Linked DNA regions of Mus musculus: region 2 is linked to region 1. The links are chromatin contacts, called in public promoter capture Hi-C maps. All regions are on one chromosome and are shown on one strand. Each heading gives the region's core, a stretch centred on a gene start, on an enhancer-like site or on the middle of the called end of the contact. The rest is flanking DNA. Distances are from core to core; before and after follow the strand shown. Region 1 has its middle 35 kb from the start of Asb13. Region 2 holds the start of Akr1e1 (aldo-keto reductase family 1, member E1).

Region 1 (4,869 bases), core at 138-2,637:
ATTCTCCTTTAAAGAGGAAGCCAGTGTGGCACTCTAAAGGAAGACGGCAGCCTTGGATGGTTGGTCCCTCCCTGGGAGATGGACTCCATTAAAGTGTGGGTTCTGGGGTCTAGTGTCCCCGTGGGAATCCTAAGGGTCGGCCTTAAACAGTGTGTGTCTGGCGTGCATTTCTGCACTTCTCTGGAACTCGATTCCCTTAGTCATGATCTGGAGGTCACAAGAATTTCTAGCCCATTGAGATAGTCTTAGAATTTAACATTTTAATCCATGGAAAAGACTTAGAACCACACTTTGCATGTTATAGGGCTCCACTAAAGTTAGTTAGATGCTGGTTGTTTTTCTTTCAATCGAATAATGAAAGCTTTGAAAGAATTTTTGAAGTTTGGGCTGGGATATAGCTCAAACAATGAAATGTTTGCCAGACAATCATGAGAACCCAAAGTTGATCCCCAGAATCTACATTAAAAAACCAGGAATGGTAGTGTAGAACTTGTAATCCCAGTACTGAGGAGGTGGAAACAGGATGGTCCTTGGGGCTCGTTGGCCAGCCAGCCTAGTCTGATTCCCCAAACTCAGGTTACAGTGTGAGAATCTATCTCAGAAAAAAGGAGGAAGAGGAGAGAGAGGAGGAGGAAGAAGTGGAAGAGAAAGAGGAAGAGAGGGAGGAGAAAGAGGAAGTGGAGGAGGAGAAAGAGGGGGAGGAAGGGAAGGAAGAAGAGGAGGAAGAGGAGGAAGAGGAGGAAGGGAAGGAGGAAGAGGAAGAAGGGGAGGAGGAAGAGAAGGAGGGAGAGGAGGAAGAGGAGAAGGTGAATAAGTTCTAAGGAACAAGACTGATGGCTGACATCTGTTTTATTTCAACATGCACATGTGTACTTGCTAACAAATGTGTACACACACACACACACACACACACACAAGAATATTGGAGGCAAAAGTACAGCTATCCTATAAGTCCCTTGGAGAATAAACAGAAGCTAGGAGAGTTAAATAACATGGCAAGGACCTCCCTGCTCTGAAAGTCTCTGGTAGCCCATTTCTCATCACAAGTATGGAAGAGGCCAATCGAACATTGACCCTTCTAAAGCAGCTCATGTTCAACAAGGACAGGAGATAAGGAAGTCGTGTGCTTGAATCCTCGATAGTGTTCTCCCAATCCAGGCCCTTGAACATGCAGTGGAAGGAGCCAGCTCACAAGGCCCAGGCCTCGGAGGCAGACTTGGCTGGTTCCATGAAACCACAAGCTTGTACTTTTTCTCTATAATTTGTGGGAGGCATCAGCATTTCCTCTTTGGAGAAAGGGCAGCCAGCCCTCCAGGGATGAGGCAGGCATGGTAATCAGTAACAGCTGCAGCCTCAGTTGGCCAAGGGTCAAGGCTCCAGTCCTGTTCTTTCCCCCACAGTTTTGCAGTCTGGCTGATCTGGAGCTCAGGGCTGCCACTACAGCCCCAAGCACAGAGCCCCATACTATCTTGAGCCAGCTGTTTGGATTAGTGTTCCTGTCAATCTACAGAGACTAGAATGACATAGGTCCCCCACTCAATGCTGAAAGGATGGATTTGTGAGTCAATGGATGAATGAATCTTTCTACCTCTTTCTTCCTTAAACACGGTCTCAGGAGAGCCATTGCTCAACCTAATGGGCTTCCCAGCCCTGTGCTGAGAAGGGAGTGATAAGTTCCATGTCCAGGTCTCACAGGTCAGAGAGCAGAGAGTCCTCTGACCCTCCACCAGGTCATTCCTCCTGCAGGAAGAGCTCATGCCTGCCTTTCCACTGTACAGCCAGTGGCCATGCACTTGAGCAGACAGCATCAACCTCAGCACCATGCCCCTGGCTGTAGAAGAGCAGGCTGCAGAGGCAAATGGAAAGAAAGGGCAATTCTATGCAGAAGGATGTGAATAAGCCAGGACTTGGGGTGTTTCTGGGCCTTGGCCCCACTCTCCCTGGGGCCTATGAAGAAAGGGCTAACTAATTAAATAGGCTGGGGGAGCTTCTACAAAGACTCAATAGGAAAAGCCACCAACAAGCCATCTCAAGAGAGGCTGTGGTTACCTGAGGGCCAAGGAAAAGAAGGAGTGTGGCAGTATGCCTGAAAAGACTGCCTTTCAGTCAGCGCAGTGGAGAGGCCATCTGCCCTGTTCTCCCAGGTGGCTGTTTGCACTGCTCTGTTGGCTGGCTCAGAGTGGGAAGCCCTGTGGGAACACTAAGTTCTCAGCCCCAGTATGAGGGACCATCTCCTCTGCTGTTGCATTCCCCCATCTTTGTAAACTCCCAACACTGACCCCTTCTTCAAGGCTGGGAACGACCCCACTGACGCAGAACCCACAAGCCATGCATCTGAGCCTTACCACATCATAGCTTGAAATGGTTTGGAAGTGAATCTGTTTCTGGGTTTGTTTTGAGACCAAAATGCATGTTTTGACTTACTCTACCCTTTCCTGTTTCCATAAACTTGTTATGACTGGTTCTTTAGAGTACATGGAGAAAACAGAATTTACAGGTTTGGGGAAAGTGGCCAGTATTCCTCCGAGGAGTGCCCAGCCTTAAGGAAAATGTACTAGGCACTTTTCTGATTGCTGTAACAGAAAGATTCACAAAAGCAACTTACAGAAGAGAAACATTTATTTGGTCCCTGGTCCAAGGGTTCGGTCCACAATGGTGCAGGAGGCGTGACTGCAGGAATGTGACATGGCTGGTCACATTACATCCACAATCAGGAAGTAAAGAGAGATGGATGCTGTTGCTCAATTTGATTTCTCCTTTTTATTCCAGTCAGGTCCCCAGGCGTCCCATAGGATCATGCTACCCACATTTATAGTGGATGTTCCCATATCAGTTAACCCAGTCTAGCAACTCTCTAACACTTATGCCTGGAGATTTGTCTCTTGGGAAAGCCTAGATTCTGTCAAGCTGACAGTACTAACCTTCACAAGTGGCCTTGGATAAAGAGAATGAGCAGCCAGAGAGTACCATACAATCTCAGGAGCAATAACAGGAAAGTGAAGAAGACCACCTAGAGAGAGCATTACGGTCAGTGTTGACTAGGAGTGTATCATGCATGAGGGACCATCTGAAGCACTTACTTTGTATCCTGGACTGTGCTAAGCTCAGACTACATTTTACACACCAGGAGTCCTTCATTTCTCACTTTTCTAGAATAATACAAAAGCAAAATTTCAGTTCCAGTCTATGGAGCCCATGGGGACCAAAGAAATGAGTATCCTGGGTCAACCCTGCATTTGGAGGCACCCTACCAGCCCCACACTTAGGACTGACAGCAAGATCATCCGAGCTGTGTGCACAGGGATGGCTGTGCGGAGCTAGGGGACATGTCACCAGCAGCATTCCACCACAGCCCTGGAACAGCCAGCACACCACCCTAGACTAAACAGAAGACAAGAAAACACTGCTTGCAAAGAATTGCTATTTTTACATCCCTTTTCCAGAATTACAATATTCTAAGATATAAATTCAAATCAGAAGGCAGAGTCAAAAGAGAGCAAAGGGCCGGGAACACACCCACAAGTGAGAAGGAGTCAGTCCCTCCTCCCATTGCCATAGTATTCTGGGTACCTCTGCTAAAAGAATACAAATTCTTGGACCCCTCATCCTTGACTGACAGAATCACTCCAGACGAAGGTGTGATCTAGGACTGTGTGTCTCCAGTCAAAAGTTCCCGTGATTCTCTGAACCACTGCTCAGAGGCAGGGACCCAGAGAGAGATCTAGATGCTTAAACGCAAAACAATCCACAGAGTCCTAAAAAGCACTTTAAATTCTATTTTATTATTTTGTGCATAGGGATATTTTACCTGCATGCATGTCTGTGCACCATGCGCATGTAGTGCCCCTGGAAGCCAGAAGAGGGTGGTGTCAGAAACTCTGGGACTGGAGTTTCACAAGGTTGTTAGCCCCTGTGTGGGTGCTGGAAATTGACCCCAAGTATTCTTCAAGAGCAGCCAGGGCTCTTAAACACTGAGACATCACTCCAGCCCATGTAAAAGGCACTTTACATGAAAGGTTGCTCATCTGCCAGGGAAGGGTTGAAGGTGCCCGAACAGAGCCACCTAGAGTTTCTGTTGTATCGTTGGCCTGTTGTGCTGTTACAAGGAATGTGTGGAATCTGTGTCCAGACAGATCTCTATTCTGGTCTGTTCTGGTCTGAATATTTTCCCTACCAAAACTCAGCCACCCTCCCACCCTTATTTCCAACCACTTCAACTTGACCCCTAGAGCAAAACTTCTGGAAACTTCAGATCTCTGACTGATGTCATCTCCGACTACCATCCCCCAAAACAGACTCCAATGGAAGGCCTTTCTCGGCTCACAGGCTTGGAACAGACTATATTTTCTCAGACAGGTTGATGGCACACCAACAGAAAAGGGCTAGCAATAGACAAAGGTAGTGATTTCCCTAAAGTCGCACAGGCAAGGGAAAGGCCAAACAGGTATCAGAACCCAGAGGTTCTGTGAACCAGAAGCTCAGCCCTGGCCTATTTCCTGCAGGACTAAAATCTGAATTGGAGGCTGGAAAGATGGCTCAGCAGTTAAGAGAACATCCCTCTCTTCCAGAGGACCTGAGTTGCAGTCCCTGCACACATATCAGGCAACTTAGAACCACCTATAATTCTAGCTCATGAGAAACCAATGCTTCTGGCCACTGCTTGTGTCTCTAATCACATGTGTATGCCTACACACAGACACACTCATATTAGTTATGCATACACACAACTAAAAGTAATAAAAAATAAACCTTTTCTAATCTGGCTATAATTACACACTGAATTCCAGCACTGGAAAGGCAGAGACAGAGGATCCCTGGGGTTCAGTGAACCAATAGCCTATCCCAGTTGGAGATCCAGGATGGGGAAGA
Region 2 (4,625 bases), core at 297-2,796, 940 kb before region 1:
GTTAGTGTATATATTTGTCTCTGCCTGCCATGAGAACCTGGCAAAAGTTTTCTGTGTGTTAAAATAAACTACCTCATCAAATTTTGAGGTTTCAATAATTTCTTGTAAAGCATGCTTGTATGTTTTTCAAGTATTTACATCTGTAACATTGGTTTCTGCTAAATTACTACCTAAGAAATCTGAAATGACCATTAAAAAAGAAGGCATCCCTAGATCAAACTACCCTTTTATGAAATGATAGAAATCATTTAAAGATAGGACAATATTTCTATAGATTTATGAACTGAAAGTGTAAGTGTCGCTATGAGTAATAAAAGCTTATCAGAGAGAGAGAGTACTAATAATATTGAACATCTGAAAACACATCCTCTTGCAAATGGATACTTCCATGTTAATCTGCATAAAGATCGAAAGCTACAAATAGTTGTCTGACCGTTAATGGCTTAACTTTGCCATTTTTACAAAATATAAATAAAAAAAGAGAACTGGAGAAGATGTAGAGTTTTCCACATCCACAGTGCATCTGCCATGAGCACTTGAAAAACTCAAACAAATGAACAGATGTGTAATATGGCAACAGAGAAATTAAAATAACAAAACAAAACTTTGGGTTGAAATTGTAAAATTGTTGAATTCTGCTAAGTTTTTAATAAGTTATTAACAAACATAGTGAAGGATACAAAATTCTAAGCACTGTAACACGCAAATCTTCAATTTTTCTAATCATCTTAGTAATGCTAATATTTTCGAAATAGCTATTTACCTTTGCGTTTATGGGCTGGTTTTCTGGTTCCTTCTAGATGTTTCAGCTTGTGATTTTAGGATTATTGCCAACTGAATAAGACCTAAAAATCACCTGGGAGACAGTCTTGTAGGCATTCCTTTGAGGGATTATCTTGTGGGAAGACCCTTGGGTTTTTGTTTTTGTTTTGTTTTGTTTTGTTTGCAATTATAATTACATTTCTCTCTTCCTTTTCCTCCCTCAAAATCTGCCTATATACTATTTGCTCTCTTTAAATGACCTCCCTTATTATTAGTTCTTATTACAGTGAATAATCTTCCAGAGATGTTTAATTTTTAATCTTGATTTTTTTAATTCCATAAGACACACCTTAAAAATGATATTCAGATTATATTTCCTCTATTACTAAAATGGCAATCACCTCAAAGTAGCACTCATCATCATTGCAAGGTTCAAGACAGCTGATATAGTCAAACCTGTTTTTTCCAGGATACTAGAAACGATCATCAATCTAAAACATCTGATGTCCAGGAAATATCCTGAACCACAGCCTGTTTGCAAGAAGGACAGAGCACTGGATCTGGGCTTTAGGCAGGTTGCTCGGAGACGGAATTCTTAGGATCATAGAGGATTTAGGACAGAGATAAAGCACAACCAAACCCAATTGCTTAGGTCCCCTGAAAGATGGACTATGCTCTCAGCCAATCAGAGCACCAAGCGACCTCTCCATCAGCCAATTAAACTGCCAGAACTCCAGCCTATCACGGCATTTCCTGAGGTCCCTGGAACGCTCTCTGGCCGCTAAAGTGCAGGAAGAGGCTGAGCCTTTGAGCAAAGGGGAACCATGGAAAACATCCCTACAGTGGGCTTGGGCACCTGGAAGGTGAGGACACACTCCGGTGTGGGTGGGGCTAAGGGTCCCGGAGCCTGATGAGTACATGCTCAAAAACAGCCAGGGGCACGGGATTTCTTTTGCCTAGGGTGATTCCTTCCAGACCCGGGCTCTGATTAAGGTTTTCCCCCAGACGGATTAGAGGAGAAGTTGGACTCTCTCTCCTGTGATCCTAAAACACCCTGCTCCCTGCGAGGATTCAAAGCTGTTAGACTAACTTTAAATAAAGCAGTGTGCTGTTAACCTAGCCTTGTGTGAGCTAATCACGGACCCCCAGCCTCCGAAAAATCATTTATGCCTAGTGGCACTCATCTTGGCACAGCAAAACCGAGTGTGTGTCAAATGGCCACAAGGAAGCGTGCTACTTTGCATGCTAAAACAAACCAAATAAAAATAATTAAATAATTGCACCGATGTAAGTGTAATGTCTACTTCTGGAGTCCACTAGCGACATTAGAGATATTTGCGAGTAGTTACACTGCTTGCTCAGTTGATTTTGAATGTAGGGCATAATGAACGTGAAGTTGAATAGTTGAATAGGCCTGTCTGACTCTGGGACAAGTTGTGGGGGAGGGGGAGGCATGATCAAAATTTGTTTCTTTTTATGGTTTGGGGGTTTTGTTTTGTTTTGTTTTTGATAAAAAAGTAAATTTAAAAATTCTGTTTATAGGAAGGTTTTCAAATAAATGTTTCTCCAGAATTTTTTGTAAAAAGGATGGGATTATTATTATTATTATTATTATTTTGGCAATTTGGTGATTTGAGTGTTCTTTGGTACCACATAGTGAATGCTGAGATGTGAGATGAAAGAAATGTCAATAAAATAATAAATAAATAAAACTGTGTGTGTGGGGGGGGGGGAATCACCCTCCCAACACAATTGAAGCATTTAATTCTATCTCCTGAAGACACAGGAATATGACTTTCAAAATATGTGAAGGCAATGGAAAACCATAGCAAATGTGACACTGACTGATGATCTTAAATAATGTCGCTATGCTAGATATGTATATCCCCTTGATCCAATAACCAAGTCATTTAGGACAAAGCAAGGAAGAGATCAAATTCAAAGCTACCTTGAGCTACACTTTTCATATTTGATGGAAATGTCTGTGTCTCACTAAGCTTTTCCTGTGTGTACCCTACAGATATTGAGTGAGTCCATGTGTGTGATACTTGTTTTATGTTTACAGTTGATTCATGCATCCCTGGGTGCTAAATATCAGACCGCTTCCTGCCCCAGCTGTTCTTAGCCCTTCTGTAATCGGGAAGCACAACACAGCAAGAGCTGAAAAGCACCCTGTTTCCAGAATGAGTAAAGATAGCAGAACAGAATATTAATCATATTCTGACTATGACGTTCCATTCTCTACCTTTTGGTCTGGCTGATGTTCATACTGCTTTACTGATTTGAGTATTTATGTATTGCTTGGCTATACTTTCCCACATGACGGGGGAGAAAGGGGATTGGGTTCCCCTGACAGAAGAAACTTTCCTTGTGTTTGGTTATATTCCAGGCCTCCCCAGGAGAAGTGACTGATGCAGTTAAGTTGGCTATCAACCTGGGCTACCGGCACTTCGATTGTGCTTACTTATACCACAATGAGAGCGAGGTGGGAATGGGAATCAGTGAGAAGATCAAGGAGGGCGTGGTGAAGAGAGAGGATCTCTTTGTAGTCAGTAAGGTAAGGCTTCTCCACTTCCGCAGGCAAAGCTCCTGGCAGAGCTGGAACCATCTAGCCTAGAGGATTTGGTCAGTTTCCTTATGGGAATTGGTGCTTTGGGGATGTAGTTGATTCTCCTCTAGCTTTGTGAACATGTGAGGTTATGTTTTGTTTGCTTACATCTTTGTTTTATTATTTGGCCATTCAGGTGGCCATGCAGAGACATACCACCAATCAACAATACTTTCATGAATGAAATCTTGGTTGAGTGACACCACCTTTGTGTCTGTAGTGAAGAGAATAAAGTCCGAGCACTTTTGAATTCTTGTCTACTACATAGACCGGCCTTAACTTGGAATCACCTGCTAGAGGTGATCAAAGGGCACATTCCAAACTCCACACTAAGAAATTGACTCTGAGGTGATAGCTGTACAAGCAGGAAGCAAGTCAATCACGCTGTATGCATGAATGACCAGGTGTGGGAGTCTCTGTGAAGTCAATCACGCTGTGTGCATGAATGAGCAGGTGTGGGAGTCTCTGTGAAGTCAATCATGCTGTATGCATGAATGCAGCAGGTGTGGGAGTCTCTGTGAAGTCAATCATGCTGTATGCATGAATGCAGCAGGTGTGGGAGTCTCTGTGAAGTCAATCATGCTGTATGCATGAATGAGCAGGTGTGGGAGTCTCTGTGAAGTCAATCATGCTGTATGCATGAATGCAGCAGGTGTGGGAGTCTCTGTGAAGTCAATCATGCTGTATGCATGAATGAGCAGGTGTGGGAGTCTCTGTGAAGTCAATCATGCTGTATGCATGAATGCAGCAGGTGTGGGAGTCTCTGTGAAGTCAATCATGCTGTATGCATGAATGAGCAGGTGTGGGAGTCTCTGTGAAGTCAATCATGCTGTATGCATGAATGCAGCAGGTGTGGGAGTCTCTGTGAAGTCAATCATGCTGTATGCATGAATGCAGCAGGTGTGGGAGTCTCTGTGAAGTCAATCATGCTGTATGCATGAATGCAGCAGGTGTGGGAGTCTCTGTGAAGCAGAGGGAGGCTGGAGGTGTCAAGGCTCCAAAGTCCTCCTGTGTAAGATGCTTGCACGTTTCCTTAAAATGTAGGAGGTTGAGAAAAAAAGCTGTTTCTAAGTCAGGTGGTTTCTTTTACCGGCGGATGCAAAGGACATGGCAGTATCTGACGGGAGCAGGTACTGTACACAGTGTTATTACCAGCACAGGTGATGACGGGAGCAGGTACTGTACACAGTGTTATTACCAGCACAGGTGATGACGGGAGCAGGTACTGTACACAGTGTTATTACCAGCACAGGTG

The links. Promoter capture Hi-C pulls out the DNA fragments that hold promoters and counts their contacts.
Region 2: a promoter capture Hi-C map of liver shows a contact between it and region 1, with 2.6 times the contacts expected there. The contact joins the promoter of Akr1e1 here to the enhancer-like site in region 1. A contact is called at or near these places in 11 of 39 promoter capture datasets (the 3T3-L1 cell line, 3T3-L1-derived adipocytes, cranial neural crest and 6 more), 8 of 484 Hi-C or Micro-C datasets (the 63-12 cell line, B cells, the G1E-ER4 cell line and 4 more) and 1 of 115 datasets of contacts at active chromatin or transcription factors (astrocytes).

Annotation. Positions count from the first base shown.
Region 1 is chr13:3,666,714-3,671,582 of GRCm38.p6, reverse strand. No RefSeq gene overlaps it. Among named protein-coding and RNA genes, the nearest start is that of Asb13, 35 kb to the right of the region's middle. Within about 2 kb of position 1,387, at least 64 of the 459 cell types and tissues checked have an H3K27ac peak or open chromatin away from gene starts, as enhancers often do. A contact at or near this core is called in 3T3-L1-derived adipocytes and liver, where this site is marked.
Region 2 is chr13:4,606,085-4,610,709 of GRCm38.p6, reverse strand. Akr1e1 (aldo-keto reductase family 1, member E1) reads left to right here and starts at 1,546. Exons shown (of 10, transcript NM_018859.2): 1 at 1,546-1,625; 2 at 3,152-3,319. The coding sequence starts at 1,587.